Linked DNA regions of Mus musculus: region 2 is linked to region 1. A link is a contact called in public Micro-C data. All regions are on one chromosome and are shown on one strand. Each heading gives the region's core, a stretch centred on a gene start, on an enhancer-like site or on the middle of the called end of the contact. The rest is flanking DNA. Distances are from core to core; before and after follow the strand shown.

Region 1 (4,655 bases), core at 1,454-3,953:
AAGCAACAGCTCTCAATTCAGAGCGCATTCCACTAGGAAGCCATTTTTGTAAGTTTAACACATCCATTCTATCTGCTTTCAGACATTAAAGTATTTGGAAGCACAAGGGAATTTGGTTTATTTGTGATGATTTCTTAAAAGAAAAAAACAAAGAAGATACACAAAGATATAATCAGACCTGTTAAGATTTAAGTCGTTGGTCCAAAAATGGCCAGACAGTGGATGGAGGTCAGCAGGAAGATGTAATTCTTGACCACAATTTAATTGCATCTCTGAAGCAAGATGTAAAACTGAGTTTCCCAAGTCAGGCGAGGCATTTTAGGCAGGCCTCCTAGGTTCATCATATATGGGCTGAAATGGCCACTTCTTCCTCCTTCCTCTGAGAGGTAGTTACCCTATCCCCAGGTTGCAAGCTCACTGTTCTTTGACTTTTGGAATTATCTCCCTGTGGTTCCAATTAAAATGATGCCAAGGGTTAGAAATTTCTCCCTGTATCTTCCCCATGACTTCTGTCCTTCTCTTGGTCATTCAAAAGTGTGAGACAAGCTGCAGACTTGGACAAAGCCATATACCAAAGGGCTTTGGTGTATGTGAAACAACAGTGCCCCATCTCTTTCTTTTCTGTATGATTTTTTTTTCTTTTTCCTTTTTCTTTTTTCTTTTTTTCAGAACTATATTCTGCAACAATACCTCATTTCCTTTAGTGTTATTTTTGGAAAGGACCATTTATTAAGTTCATTTAGGCTTAACTATAAGGTAATTTTAAAACTGAAGGATATACTCTGAAAATTACCAAGTTCAATATTTATGTAAGTCAGTACCTTCCAGAAAAAGATAACAGCCAGAGACAACTGCTGAAGGGGAGATGTCTGAAATTGGAAGACTCTTTATAAAATTCCTACTGCAAAATGACTATTGATGAAATAGCTCTGACAAAAGAAAGAAAAATGTCATTTTTTTACAGTGTTCTGACATAGTATGAACAGCGTAGTTTCAGTCATGTGAGGTGTGTGAACTTTTAAGGGTTAAGACAATTTTAGGATGGGACACTGTAGGGGTTCCTCCTCCCAGGGACTGTCATATCTTCTTACAAACAACTTAACTAGTGTTGAATGCCTTGTTGGAGACGTGGAGCTCAGAGCCTTCCTAGCACCCAGAGCCAGAAAGTGTAAGTTGCACCCTTCCCTGAGGTTAATATCACAGACGGTGAAACGGATAGCAGTGTGAGACCCAGACAATCCAGAGAGTAGCAGAAAAGTCGATGGAAACTGAGCCAGGGACTTGGCTTATGATCCTGGTTTTAGGGCTACTGACGGCTTTGGGCAATATTGCTGTATTTCTCTTGACCTCAGCTTTTCCATCTTTAAAAATGAAGGGACTCGACCAAATTCTCTGAGAGTCAGTCTAGATGGAAACCTGGCTTCATTCTCTTTCATTTGAAAAGCATTTTAGATCTGTTTGCCCTAAATTTACGTTCTCCATCCAAATTTTAGGTACACAAAACAGCAAGAACACCCAAAAAACCCTGATGTTGTAGAAACTAAAGTGATAAGGCTTAAAGAGCTCTGCTCGTTCAAACAATCAAGCAAACAAACAATGGTGAATCCCCAACACTCTGTCTTATTCCTTTAAGGGCTGTGTGGCTGAGTAGTTTTTTTTTTTAAGGGCTGTGTGGCTGAGTGGTTTTTTTTAAGGGCTGTGTGGCTGAGTGGTTTTTTTTTAAGGGCTGTGTGGCTGAGTGGTGTGGCTGAAGTGTTTCCCATTCCTGTTATTCTGTCTGTGTAAAGATCAGTGGTCCTCAGCTAAAGATATGTGAGTCTAGCTATAGACGTCTCTGTATCCACCAGAATTGGCAGAGAAAACCTTTCCTGCATTCTCAAAAGTCAGACCAATGTTGGTTATTTTTTTTTTTTAAAAACCTGGCTGTTTAATTAAACCTCAGAGAGACTTTTCTAGATATGCAAACAGGTTTTTCTCTAACTTTTTTTTTAATAGTCTATATCAGGGATGTAGGGTTTGTCCGTAAGCAAATATTTTGAAAATGACCGGAGACCTGTATTTCTTTTCTATTATTCCCCATTACTGTTTTAAGTCCATCTGCAGAAGAAAAAAAAAGATATAAAATGTAAAAGGTTCTCTGCGGTAGAGAGTATAGGAGAAAAACTCCAAACTCAAAGAAGCTCCAAGAATCTTCCAATTTACCCTCAGTCTTGCTTAGAAACAATATAAATGAAGCTTCCAGCTAGAGAATCTAGAAGTTTCTCTTTACCACAATGACAGTGATGTATAAGGCAGTCCCCAGGAGGCCTTTATAACAGAGGAAAAAAAAACAAAAAACAAAAAAAACGGCCTCTTCATATTCTGCTTTCCACAGGCCTCAAAAAGATCTTTCTAGAAGCCCACTGCAGTGGCACCCTTGGAATCCCCCAGAGAATACAAAAAACAGTCCAGATCAAGCCAGCCAAAGTGGAGAAAGGGGTCACACAGATCTTGGGCTGATTTCTTAATCTTTGGCTGTGGCTAGAATTTTCCTCGTGGGTGATTTCCACACTCTTTAGACCTTGATTCATACTTCATTCAACACTCCTCGCCCTGGAGAGAACTCAGGGAATACTGACACGCTTGTGTCAAGCACCCTCCAAACAGGGAACAGAGTGAGGGAGAGGCCTTTCCCAGTGTGAGGGTCTCCGTAGCCAGAGTATGTGAGTAAGTCAGTTGTTCTTAGGACAGCCAGTCCCTTGACAGACATTCTGGGGATGTGGCCTCGCTCATCAGGGTCGCAGCCATTTCTGTCAGGCCCCCTTCAGAGAACACATTCCTAGTTTCCATGATTTCCAAGTGGTAACTGTAGACCAGTGGTGCCCATATAGATATAAATAACAGAGAGCTAGCTGAAACCCCTTCTGAGAAGCTGACAGATTCCCAAGCAAACTAACTCCAAGCAGCAGACAGAAATGAGGATTTAAGATGAGAGAGAAGTCTGTAATGGAACAGAGAAATTCATTAGCCTGAGCTTCTAAAATAGTTCAAGGAATTGGACCTAATTCTGCCCTTGTTGTTTGGGGGATATCATTACTAATGTTGCAGAGACACTTTGAGCCACCATCTATCAGAAGTCTGATGAAAGAAAAAAGCTAACATTTCACAATTAATGTTGGGAGTGCAGCAATTTGAAAGGCCCTGCCCTTCAGAAACTAAACAGCGTTCCACAGAAAGAAAATTACCGCTTCTAAGGGACACAGTTCTGAGAATTATCCAGACTTCCACAATGCTACTCACCCTGCAGTCTATAAGAAATTATTCAAGTATGCATTTAAGTAATTCTGTATTTTAATTTAACCCTTTGAAACATTAATCAAACCATGGCTAATTATAGAAATTAAGGAATTAGACGATGGAATCTTCTAAAAGATATTATTTAAAAGGCAGTTTATACAATTACTTGTATAGATGTTTGCTTTAAAGAGGAAAAACAGTTCTACTGTAATGAAAAGGGTCTTAGAAAATTAAATTAACAAGGGGGGACCAGGCTGATATGAAACTAAATTAGCATCAAATGCAAATTACAGGGTACTTAATGGTAGAAACAGGTGCAGAGAAGAACTCTAAATGAGATAAATGAATAAAACATCCTTCCCCACAAATGTGGAAGCTGACACAAAGTCAATGACATGAATAATTCAGCAGCCTCCACACTGCTGTTGAGGTCAGCCTGCCTTGACCTTTGAAACAGGAAGTAAAATTCAGTTCAAATTTGACTGACTGGAAATATAACAGTTATTTGGTTTTTTATATATTAAAAAAAAACCCACATAATTTTTTTTCAAAAGACAGACATGGGAAATATATAATAGAATTTAATTTGATCTAAAGTCATTGGTTAAACAAACAAACAAACAAAAAACCCTCATTAGGTAAGATTTTACCCAAATCATGTTTCAATATGGAAATCCTAAGAATAAAAATAATTAGAAGTGCATAGACCAGATCCTCAGTATATTGATCAAACTCCTTATGGGAATACATTCTAGGTCTTTTCCCCTGCCTTCATATTATTTTATTTTGTTGATATTAGTATATAAAAAAGCATCCCATGTTTTTAAGGCACAAATTTTTTATTAGTAATGCAAACTTATCTCTTACATTTGTGAGATTAAAATTTAGCTAAGCTGAATTTGAACTGTGTGAATATGCTTCATTTAAAATCTTCATTCTGACCTAATAGATACTACACTCTCCCCCCACCACCACCACCAAAATAAACTCATTTTTCTTATAAAACTGCAAGCTGGGCTCTCAAACAAATTATTTTTATAACCGAGTGGCTCCCATGGTCCTAAACGATGGGAGCTTCCCTCCTCCTCCACAGGCTTCAAAAGTCGCAGGTAAAACTGTCGAGAGTACTTTCCTTATTTCAAATCAAATCTAGTTTGCTAGAGATGGACAGAGTATGACCATGAAGCAGTTTCTACAAACTAGAAAGACAGAGGACTATGTGTGGTCTATCAGCTCCATCCTTCTTTCACAAGCTGGCAGAAGAAATGCTAAATAATAGCAGTTATCACTGCCCTCCAATAGGGCTTCTTAATGGGACCAACAATGTGGCTATCTGCCTTTCATCTGTCTACTCTGCTTGTTAGAAAAAAGATTATATT
Region 2 (4,655 bases), core at 853-3,352, 350 kb before region 1:
GGTAGTGCGCTTTTTATTTCTTTGCAAAATATGCAGTATAATTCTTTGCGTGTGTGAGATCGAAAATCTTAAGACATTAAAATGTATAAATAAAACAACTTTGGCAAAAAAAAAATCACAAAAGAAATCTACAGTATTTATAACTACATACAGAAACAGAAGGGCAGAGGTCAGCAGGAACACGCCCCCTCAGAGCCTTGCTGGCTGAATCTTTGCTATGGATTCTTTAAGAACACTTCCCAGTTGAAAGCAAAATTTCCCATAGAAAGCTGAGTTTGAAGCCTCAACCTTCCCTTCCTCTCTCCCAGTTTCCTTTCACACTGAACTCCAAAGCACTTTACCTGTTGACTGAATATAGAACTTTCCAACCTTGCGGAGTCTTGCGGATACAGACCCCTGTGTGATTTGGGACCTTGCGGAGTCTTGCGGGTATAGACCCGTGTGATTTGGGAGCCCGGAACAGCACACCTACTTGCCTTTGTGGGTTTGCTTTATTTGGGTTTTTGAGCCCAGATCTAGAGTTAATATCTAGGATTCCAGCTTGAGTAAGCTTGGATCTCTTGACGGTGGAGTGCGAGCGAGATTTTGGCTTGGTAAACTGGAGGGCATATATGGAATTCTGTGCCTGGACCCTGTCCTGTGAAGTCTTGAAGGAGATTCTCGCTCGGAACATGTGTTGCTCCACTCTCAGAGGCCGCTGGCTTCGGGAGAAGTTGATGTTAAGTAAAAGAATAAGATCGGGTTTAAAGATGCATGTTGTTTTGTTTTGTTTTGTTTTGTTTTTGTTTGTTTTTAAACAATCTGTCTAGAGGCACTGGCTTTTCGAGTACAAGGGCAAACGTGATCATGTATGTCGCTTGGTAACTTTCCAGGCTACACTTATTTACACAGTTACTTAAGACAACCATACAAAAGAGAGAACGAAGCTTGCACTGCTAAGGGGTGGCGTGTTAAGTTAGATATTGAAAATGCACTGTCTGAGCTAACTACCACTGATAAGCTTTAAGGCGCAGAAGCCGACCCTTAGTTCACTAAAAAATCTAACTGGCATTCCTATTCTGTCCATACGAGCTCTTTTTTTAAATTTATTTTTCCCTGTTTTTCTTTTTTTTTTCTCCTTTTAGATTTTTTTTTTTTGTAAATATCACCACTTCATTCTCCCCTTCCATAGCTTTAAAAACATAAATTAAAACATGGAGTCTTGTTTATAGTGGCCCTTGTGTGTAGCTTAATGGTTTATAAAAGACAAATGGTTGCAGAGTTAAGCTTAAGAAAAGAAAGAAAGAAAAAGAAAATGTGGGCTTGCTTTTTATCAATACAGAATAAATATATCCCCCAGATACTCGGGGGTTACAACTTTAACCAACACCCTGCTCTGGCAGACCCCCTTTCCAATTTCAGTATTTGCAAGGTCGGTGATTTTGTTTAAAAATCTGCAGTTATTGTGTGATTCCTCTTAAAAAGGCCTGAGTTAAAAGTTCCACTCTGGGACTCATGTCAGATAACTTTCGTAGCAGAATCCAACCTCTTCATTAATAAAATTCTTCAAGGCAATTCTTTCACATGGGAGGGACAATCATGCCAGATATCGCTACGAAGAGAAAAGACAGAAGTCAACGGTTTTGCATCCAAACATTTCACAAGGGAGGGGAGACACAATAATTAAAAACAAAAAAACCCAATCCACACGTGACATTGGTAGCTGAATGTTACCCAGATGCCCTTGCATCTTTCGGGGAATGAATTGTGTCATAAAATATACATGTACCTTATTAAAAATGTTATACATGTATATGTGTCTCTAACAGGGTATCCTAAACATTTCTCTAAATCTGACTTCAATTTTAAGACATAGCTGGAGAGTTGCATAGTTAGAATACCATTGGGAAAGTTGCAGCCTCAGACTTTGCAAAATAGTGAGAATTTTCAGTTTGTCATTTTGCCTCCACCCCCCCACCATCACATACGAAGTATAAAATAAAGGAATGGCCCGCTGTAACTGCCAACAATTTCTGCGAACAGTCTCTCCTTATGTTCTGTATTAGCATGAAAATTAAGCAACAGAGCAACCATCTGAGGGAGGGCCTTCCCTTCAGCCCTAGCTGGAAAAGGACGCCAGCCACAGCACCACAGCAGGCATTGTTCACAGGGAAAGCTGAGTCCTGGTTGGAAGAGAGAGCCTGTTTGCCGGACACTGTAGAATGCCTCTCTACTCCCAGGATTTCTGGAATGACCTGAGCATGGCTACTAGGGAAAACATGTAGCCTATGAAGGGAAGACCTGTTTTTAGTCAACCCTATTTTTATTTTAGAGTTTGGAGTTAGGAGCTGCACGGCCATGTTTAGGAAATGCTGCCTCATGCCTGCCCACTTCAGAGCGCATTCCTCTGAGATGGCTAATTCTCTGCCTGACCCTCAGCCTCCATGGCTGGAACATGAAGTGAACTGCAGCACTCAGGAGTTAGTGAACGTTTAAATAGAAGCAGAGCGCCTGGGTCTAACCCCCCAGCCCAGGCAGGGTCTAACCCCAAGGCAGATTACCCTCTGCCTGTGAACTACCATTTCTGCTTCTTGGATCTAGCTGAAAGCACTGTTAAACTTCTCTGGTCTGTGTTTGCCCCTACATCAAATAGACACCATTCCAATAGGGCACATTTAACAGAAAGAGTGTGAAAAATAGGGGTTTGCTATAGGAAAGATGGTGTGGTAACTTGAAAATAGACCAAGCCAAGAGAGATGCCTGTGTAAAACCAAAGACAAGGCTTTCTTTGGTTAACAATGATAACACGGAAAGAAAAAGAAAAAAGAAAAAAGCCTTTTCTTTCTTTCCTTTTTATTGACAAATCTAAACTTAAGTGAATATTCTCATCAGTGATTAATGCCTGCACTAATCACTAATGAGGAAATTGGACCTCTTTCCCTTCCTTTGACTAAACCATCATGTGTGGAAAATGTTCCTTAAAATAAAGGAACCCCATTGGCACAGATGGACAGAGGGAGACCAGGCCATGTACCCCCCCCACATTACTCTGGCTTCCCTACCCCAACCCCTGACATTTTAGATTCAATTAAAAGAAAAACCCAAAAGTATTTTGCCAAACACTTTTTCCGTTAATTTTTAAACCCATCTGTATTCGCAAGGAAATTCAATCCACATGTTTCTGATTCATTTACACGTAAATCATCCAAATGTTGTTTTGCAAGAGCCCCTTTGCAGTCCAAAAGCTCCTGGAGTCCTTTCCTAAACCCTCATAAGCCTTTCTTTCTTTCTTAGAAACAGGAAGTCATCTTTTGCCAAATGCAGCCTGACTTAAGCCCCCCACCCCCGCCACCCAAGACTTGGGATCAGTTGGAAAAGCAGTGCCCTTAAGAGCTGAGAGAGCCCTAGACTTCATTGAACTTGGGTGAGGGGGGGGGGGGGCTTAGTATTTAAACCCTGGGCCTTAACTTGAGAGTTCCAGATGCTGCAGCCTCTTGTACAAGGATTGGCAGCTGGGGGGGGGGGGGAGTCCCTCAGTGTGCTGGCTCAGTATCACTTTGGGTCCCTAAGCATGTGCCGGGTGGATCCTCTACCCTTTAATAGATAGCAGGAAGTAAAGCCTAAATAGCAGGAAGGTGAAGCTTGTAGTTAATGAAGCTAGTCTCTCCTCCTTTCTATTAAATAAATAAATAAATAAATAAATAAATAAATAAATAAATAAAAGTAAATAAAAAATACTATGTTGCTGGTGGACGGGCAGTCTCTGTCCTGCCCAGGACAGCTCAGGGAGTGTCCATATGATCTAAAGTAAAGCAGAAAGCTGACAAATCTGCTGTTTTAGCCCATGTATTCTTAGATGTGTCCATTGTAACCTAGATGGACACTTACCCTCTGGGCCCTAGGAAAACATCCTATGAGGGTCACATGAATTAAAAAAAAATTAAAATAGTGTTTTGTTACTCAAATAATTTCTTAGGTTGGTTAGATTTAAGCATCTTCATAGGTTTCCATTAAAGTTCCCCACCAAATTCACTGGTGTGCTGGTACACTTCTTTTTTGGTAGTTATAAACCCCATACCCTTGAGAGACTCAGCTGGCACTTGAGTGAGCAGTGTCCTGGACAGGAAATGGGGCATGCCTTCTGCAAAGGGCTTGTAGCATCCCCTGGGATGGTGGCTCAACGAGGTTTCTGAATTCTTTGAAGAGAATTTAGAGTTGTAGAAGTTTTCAAACATGATTTCCCTGGCTTATAAATGTTTGCAAATAGGTGGTGTTAGTATCAAATATACTTAAGGGGCACTATGGGATGAGCATGGCTGGTCCCCACTCTGTAAACAGTTCACAGAACATAAGTCTAACACAAGATCTATTACCCTCTAAGCAAGGCCCACAGTTACTTACTTACACGTTTTTGTAAAGGGTTACTGCACCCTACACTTTTCTTACACAACAAAATGCTAGCCATCTGTGGCCTGAGTCTAGGCACCTCAAAGGAGGCCCTCCCAATAAAGAAACCTCACTGCATGACTACATGGCAATACTGGGTCTAGAAGCTGTTTTCCTATCTGTGCTGCAATCTGAAAATTAATTATGTGGGTGAGAGGGATGGGTATCGGAGGCTTGGAATGTCCCAAAACTGCTGCTGGAATGCTGACTTGCTTAAGTAGAGCAGGGGC

The links. A called contact is a pair of places that touch in the nucleus more often than the background predicts.
Region 2: a contact with region 1 is called in a Micro-C map of brown adipocytes, with 2.4 times the contacts expected there. The contact joins two enhancer-like sites. A contact is called at or near these places in 4 of 39 promoter capture datasets (the 3T3-L1 cell line, 3T3-L1-derived adipocytes and hippocampal neurons), 1 of 15 datasets of contacts at CTCF or cohesin (large pre-B cells), 1 of 484 Hi-C or Micro-C datasets (brown adipocytes) and 8 of 115 datasets of contacts at active chromatin or transcription factors (the 230-238 cell line, craniofacial prominence, differentiating embryonic stem cells and 5 more).

The regions. Positions count from the first base shown.
Region 1 is chr11:44,656,094-44,660,748 of GRCm38.p6, reverse strand. All of the region lies in intron 6 of Ebf1 (early B cell factor 1), which reads right to left. Among named protein-coding and RNA genes, the nearest start is that of Ebf1, 40 kb to the right of the region's middle. Within about 2 kb of position 2,703, at least 22 of the 459 cell types and tissues checked have an H3K27ac peak or open chromatin away from gene starts, as enhancers often do. A contact at or near this core is called in 3T3-L1-derived adipocytes and brown adipocytes, where this site is marked.
Region 2 is chr11:45,001,653-45,006,307 of GRCm38.p6, reverse strand. Ebf1 (early B cell factor 1) reads right to left here. Exons shown (of 16, transcript NM_007897.3): 16 at 1-1,591. The coding sequence ends at 1,560. Among named protein-coding and RNA genes, the nearest start is that of Gm51859, 85 kb to the left of the region's middle. Within about 2 kb of position 2,102, at least 45 of the 459 cell types and tissues checked have an H3K27ac peak or open chromatin away from gene starts, as enhancers often do. A contact at or near this core is called in 3T3-L1-derived adipocytes and brown adipocytes, where this site is marked.